Linked DNA regions of Mus musculus: region 1 is linked to region 2. The links are chromatin contacts, called in public HiChIP or PLAC-seq maps. All regions are on one chromosome and are shown on one strand. The core of a region is the stretch at or near the end of the contact, and the rest is flanking DNA. Distances in the headings are between cores, read along the strand shown. Region 1 has its middle 34 kb from the start of Olfr24. Region 2 holds the start of Chordc1 (cysteine and histidine-rich domain (CHORD)-containing, zinc-binding protein 1).

Region 1 (3,120 bases), core at 513-3,012, 430 kb before region 2:
GATCTTGTCTATCTCCTCATTTGAAAGAACGTTAACTGTAATTCGTTCAGTTCAGTTGTAATTGTTTAAACAGACACAAAGTTCTGACAATGGCCATTGTTTAGTTTAGAAGGCATGCAGCATTACCTTAACAAGAGAAGGCGGAACCCAGATTACATGCACAGTGTGATGCTACAAATTATTTCCTGTGTAAATAGTGTAAAACCATTAGCCTTGCCATCCTCCCGGTAAACATTACAGAAATTGTAGGACCACTGTTATAACATGCTACATGTGTAGCATGTCAAGTTTCTGCATCGTAATCATTATAAAATTTATGTTTACAACATCTAACAGAAGTTAGCTGAGGAAGCCCTATTACAACTATGAAGTTGGAGTTATTGCTGAGGAATTTTGGACAGAGGGTTTCTTCTGTCATTTTTAAGTATAAGCAATTTTATTACTTAATTATTTAGCTGATTGTACCATGAGATATGATAAATAATAGTTTCTATTAGAAGTAGTTTACATCTTAGCTGTTTTAAAGTACATAGGCCTCATAACATAACATAACATAACATAAACAATAGAAGCCTGTGTTAGAAGTGCTATGCTTTTTTAGCTTTTTTTAAGTACATAAAGTCTTTCCGGATTGGGGTGGGGGAACTTCTTAGTAATGTAAAACAGGCTATGACTTTTTTTATACACAAAGACATCCCCATGTCCCTGGGACTGCACTGGGTGATCTACATCTCTATGCCCTGTTTGTGTGTTTCTGCAGATGAGGGGTGGGGGGGACAGACCACTTGAAAAGCCTAGCAGGAAATTGAACCATAGAAACAAAAGCAAACAGCTGCGGGAAGTAAATAAGCCCCAGCAACAAAAAGACCACCCTAGCTCCCATAAATCAGGAGAGAGTGCTCGAGACCTAGCAGAAATAGCAGGCCGACAGGCAGGCAGGCAGGCAGACGTTAGGACCCAGTGTAGATTGTATCTCCAGTTTTCTTTTGTGTTAAATTTGGGCTCTAGGCCAGGATGGAAACTAGAGCTGAATGGCAGGGATGAGAGGTTAAAATGAGCTGGGGAACAGGGGGTGAGAGGGTGTTCCTCAGATCCTCTGCTGTTTCCTTTGAGAAAGTTGTTTAGATCAGTCAGAACCTCAAAATTGAAAGTTTCAAAACTGGGGCGAGGTATAGCCATTATCAGAGTGCGATGGACAGATTTGAGCAGATAATTGAGCTTCCTGTGCTGAAACCCACTAAGAAGGAGCTTTTTGAGCTTCCCTTAAAAAATGGTATAAGTTTGAAGTGACAAGCATGACTGGTGGAGTGTCTTATTTTGCTGCCTCTGGTGAACCTGGATTTTGGGAAAGAAGAAAATGAGCCCAGATGTTAGGAGGGAGCATCCATCCCTATGCTATAAGATCTAGGAGTATTCTAAAGGCGGTTAGCCATGGTAGATTCTCAATGCTCCAAGAATTTCGTGACCTGGAGAGGGGGTAAGAACCTCACAGGGCTTTGGGGGTCTGGTCAGGGAACCTCTGAGTTAGGAAAAGCCTGACAAATTGCTGTGCAATATCGTTTAGGTTTGTGAAGAACTGGAGTCTGGCAAAACTGAACTGAGCCTACTTTGGTTGACTCCCCTCACCTTCTGCTGATACCTACCAGTCCTCAATGAAAAATATCCCTGGCATTCCAGAGACCAACTCGGGAAACCACTGGCCCATAGGGCCTTGGTTCACATAAAGCTGATTTTCTGGCTGAGTTATAAACTAGGCCCAACAGACCCTGTGACCAGGCATGTCTGGGAGGGATTAGTGGGTGTCAGTTTGTGCTAGGGTTCAGTCAGAGCTAGGCTGCCAGGAAGTCTTTTATAATGTCCAGGCCTCCAGTGCCTCAGGGCTCAAGTTTCGGTGGAAGCAGAGACAAATAATAGAAGGTGTACACAAGACAGGATGATTCCCACAGCACACAAGGCCTAGGGAAGCTTGTTATGAAAGAGCAGTGCAGAAGAGAAAAAGGGGAGGAGAGGGAAGAAAAAGAAAGAAAGAGAGGAGAGAAGATAACACAGTATAGGATAAAGACAGTGAGAAGAAAGAGGGGAAGGGGGAACAAAGATATCTATATGAAAGAAAACATGCAAATGGGAGAGTGGTTAGCTAGAGAGGTAAAGGGACGAGATGCAGAAAAGGAGCAGAAAGATGGAAAAGACAAGAGGGAATATTTTAAAAGGGAAAGAGAGGTGTTGAGAGATATTTACAGAGACTAAAAGAGAAAGTGAATAGATCCTGGAGAGAACAGGGGATATGATGGAATGGGAGAGAATGATAGAGAGGAGAAAATCAGGTGAAAGAACAACTTGGAGAGAGTGAGATCTTGAGAGAAACAAATATTAAAAATAACTGGAGATAGGCAGTGAAGGAAAGAAATCAAGAAAGGAGAAAACATAATTCAACTCTATGTGAAGTGGGCAAAGAAAAAAATGCAGAAAGAACAAAAGGCAGAAGAGGAAAAACTGGGGGAAAGGTAAGGGAGGCCAGGGACTGGGAAATATTGAGGAAGAGACACAGAGGCAAATATACCATGACTGGAAGAAAGGGTGATGACAAGGGCCTGGGGATGCAGTTCAGTGTGGAATCATGATCCTCGTGGCCATTAGGAATGAGCCCAGATATTTGTTCCTGAGGAGACCTTTTCCATCTTTTCCCATGAGAAAGGAAGCAGCCCTCTAAGGAAACCCTGCCCTGCTTCCTCTCTACACCATTTTCACTTTCCCAGAAAAGGTAGACTGCTTCTGTAATAGGCATGAGTCCCTAGGCTCAGTACCCAGGCATGAAGGAGCACAGAATAGAAAATACAGGAGAGGTAACACAAGAATGAAGAGAGGAAAGAGAAGGAAGGATTTAAGAGTAGAAAATGAAGTATTCTGTTCTAATACAGTAACTGCACTATGCCTCAAAGAAACACAAAATGAATGTAACCAAGCAAGACACTTTCTTTTTGTAAAAAATATGTGGACATTATTTTTGTAAAACTTGTGTGCTAGAATCCAAACCAGCCAAACAAGCAGCACTTGTGGCCAAGTGACTTCTGCCTTTTATTCCTAATGCAGGTAGGTGATGACTGTCTCACCTCATTGGTA
Region 2 (3,143 bases), core at 621-3,120:
AAGGAGGTTTCATTCTTCTGTAAATGTCTTAACTCACTCAACCTTCCAAATTTAATTCCCTACTATTCAATTCCTAGTGTTGCCGTGAGATCTGTCTACCCTCTGCTACTAAGTTAATATTACAGTCTTAGTAACTGCTATGTATACAAAATAGTAGTTAATGCAATGGAACAAAAAGAGGCTATTAATTACGTACAATGAGTTAGAATATAGAAGTTCAGAATGGAAACCTGTATGCACAAAGATATGCAGTAGAGAGGGAACCATTTAAAATTGAATTTAAAGTACAATAAGCATGGAACATATACCATATCACTAAGAGCAGGAGGACTGGATATAGACTGGCAGCTTCTTACAAGTGAAACATCTATCACTGTACTCCTTGAAAACCAGAAATATTGGTATATTCTGCACTAATCTTTTAATTTGTAATTTTAATGTGTAAAGTCAAATGATTCCCATTCTAAAAAGCTTTCTCCTAAATCCAGTGTTATCAACTGCCACTCATTCAACCAATTTACTTGGCATTCATCCCTACTTTCTAAAACACTTCCCCATTTGGTCGGCTGACTGGTGTTCCCTTGATGTATGTGCCCCAAATTGATGACTGTCTATTTTTTCGTGGCTTTCCTAGCCTATGGTTCCATTTCACACACACAAAGACAGATAAACTTCCAACAACAAGCTGGTATCTCTCCTGAACTTTGGTCAGGAATTTAGTACCCTAAAAATATTGCCTCAGGCTACAATGCATCAATGTATTCAGTACTGAAGTAGAATATGTACATATCATGACAGTTAAACGTGTGTTCATACACTGGCTTCGCTGCATCTTTCCCTTTAAATCCTGTCCCAGTCTCATTTTGAAAGAAGCTACCAGTTTACTTGTGTACCAAGATCATTATCTAAGGAACTGGTCTTAACCTCTTTTACAAAGCTGAACTGTGTTATTAACACGTGGTGTTCCAGTCTGTGATGAAATACTTCAGTGTGGTTCAGTTATATAATGAGTATATATGAATGGATATAAAGACCATACTATACATACTAGATGAATCGGAGGTAAGTGTTGTTTATTCCTGCAATAGCCCAGTTATCTGCATAAATACTCCACTCAATAATGAGATTCATTCACACCTCTGGTTTCACCCAGCATAGGTGCTTGCTTTCATTGTGCATTCCAAATTTGACCACACTGGCTTTTGGAACAGCACTTGGGGATCATTTTATGCTGGAATAGCGTAGTTTAAAACTGCAGGCCCCAGTAAAAGTATGCCGAAAACGTTATTGTGGAACGGATGTGTAACAGTCATTTCCGGAGCCCAGCACGGTTTTTTAAAAAGCAAGTAATTTGACAAGTGACAACACGCTTTCCACTAGTACTCAAACGCAACAAGAAGTCTAATAGTGTGCACCTCTTTATACCTCTTAGGCCCAGGAATCACGGCGGTGACAGTGTAAACCGGGTCTGGATAGCCTAGAATTGAGCAAGTGCAGGGGATGCCCACTGAGGAATGAGGGGCGCCGGGGACACCGAAGCGCCCGGCCCTGCGCTCCCAGAGAGGGTGAGAGAGCTGGGAGGCTCCGGGGGACCGCAAGAGGTGAAGCCAGGTGAAGGAGGCCAAGGGTCCGGAGAGGGAGGCCTGGAGAAAGCTGCCGGCCACGGTCCTCCTTACCGTCCGAGTTGGCCTCTGGGTCGAAACGCTGGCCACAGCCGCGGTTGTAACACAAGAGCGCCATTCCGTCTTCTCGGCGAAATCCACACCACCCGGGACTAGAAGTGAATCACCGCAGCAATCACCAGCACTACTGTTCAGGCCGCAGCTAGCTTCCGGAAGCCGCCGGTACTGCTTCAGGAATTTTCCCGAACGTTCCGGTTGCACAGGCGCAGAAGAGACCGGAAGACGGGCCAGCGTCGGGCGGTGGACAGATTTCCTACCGGACTGCCACAGGTGAGCACAGTCGGGTGGATCCGGACAGTTATAGATGAGACACCAGGGGAGGAAGCGGAAGACTCGGCGAGCGGCGATCTCTTTGTGTTCCACCCCGCATTCTCCCGGCGTGCTTTGTGTTGCGCGGCACGCCGAGTTCACTGCGCAGCCGCGGTCGCTTGCCAGAGGGTAATTGAGGGGTGAGGTCCGCCCCTTTTCCCGGTCCCTCGGTCCAGGTTTATGCAGCGTCAGAACCTATGCTCTTATGCTCCTCTAGAACTGCGTCAGTTACCAAAAATTGAGGTTAAGTCGTCTTACAAAGACAGGACTTTAGAATGAGCAAAATTATGTTTTGAGTGCAGTCCTAGAGTCAATCACAATTCTAAATTGAAATTTCACGTTAGTCATCACGTAACCTACATTCAATCTTTCAGTAGGTCTTGTGACATTTTTAGTGTGCAAAACACATTATTACATTAATAGGCAACTTGCAAACAGTATGGTCCTCAGCACATGCTTTCTATATGATGCTTTTGAAATAGCAGACTGTTTTGATGACGGAAAGTAGTTGTAATTTACCAATAATCCCAAGTTTATTAATGAAGATCTATTCACAACCTTCCTAATCCCAATAATAAAAGTATTCTCATTTTCTGTATCTCTTTTTATGCCTAGAAATATCAAACTTATGTGTTACAACAAAAAATATAATGTATTTATTTAAGCTAATAGAATTTTCATTTTATGCCATTGTTAAGTCATTTATAGTCATTGTTATGAATGTGAAAAAATATAACGTAAAAGCAAAATTCTAGGCCTTTAGGCCCAGGCTTGAGAATGTGACCTCTATGACTCAATGCTCCAAGGGATGCTAATCATAAAACAGCAATATTCCTCCACCCACCAGCTTCCTGGGTTCAAGGAGTGTTCATTCAAAGAAAGTCACCCTGACCCACCCTGACCATTGCTGGAACCCGCTATGCAAATGTGCTATTGTTAGGGGCTCTTAGAAACTGTCTTGAGAAATAATCCCCACAATTACCAGGTATTCCTTGTGACTCTTGTGACTGCACTTCTTTGTGACTCTTAACTGGTATTTTTGGTATTTTCCAACAATGCCCTCCCCACCTCCTTGAGTTGTGGTTTCTTCCTTTAAATACCCCTTTACCCAGCTACTCAGGGCGCCATGGTCTTCTACCCCTGCATGGTGTA

What was found. HiChIP or PLAC-seq counts read pairs in DNA pulled down with a chosen protein or histone mark.
Region 1: a contact with region 2 is called in an H3K4me3 HiChIP or PLAC-seq map of embryonic stem cells, with 9 times the contacts expected there. The contact joins the enhancer-like site here to the promoter of Chordc1 in region 2. A contact is called at or near these places in 5 of 39 promoter capture datasets (the C10 cell line, cranial neural crest, embryonic stem cells and 1 more), 2 of 484 Hi-C or Micro-C datasets (both in embryonic stem cells) and 7 of 115 datasets of contacts at active chromatin or transcription factors (bone marrow-derived macrophages, embryonic stem cells, neural progenitor cells and 1 more).

Annotation. Positions count from the first base shown.
Region 1 is chr9:18,719,868-18,722,987 of GRCm38.p6, reverse strand. No RefSeq gene overlaps it. Among named protein-coding and RNA genes, the nearest start is that of Olfr24, 34 kb to the left of the region's middle. Within about 2 kb of position 1,762, at least 50 of the 459 cell types and tissues checked have an H3K27ac peak or open chromatin away from gene starts, as enhancers often do. A contact at or near this core is called in embryonic stem cells, neural progenitor cells and stem cell-derived neural progenitor cells, where this site is marked.
Region 2 is chr9:18,290,994-18,294,136 of GRCm38.p6, reverse strand. Chordc1 (cysteine and histidine-rich domain (CHORD)-containing, zinc-binding protein 1) reads right to left here and starts at 1,870. Exons shown (of 11, transcript NM_025844.2): 1 at 1,677-1,870. The coding sequence starts at 1,740. It overlaps Gm51667 (a long non-coding RNA gene), which reads left to right and starts at 872. Exons shown (of 4, transcript XR_003948105.1): 1 at 872-1,062; 2 at 1,433-1,952.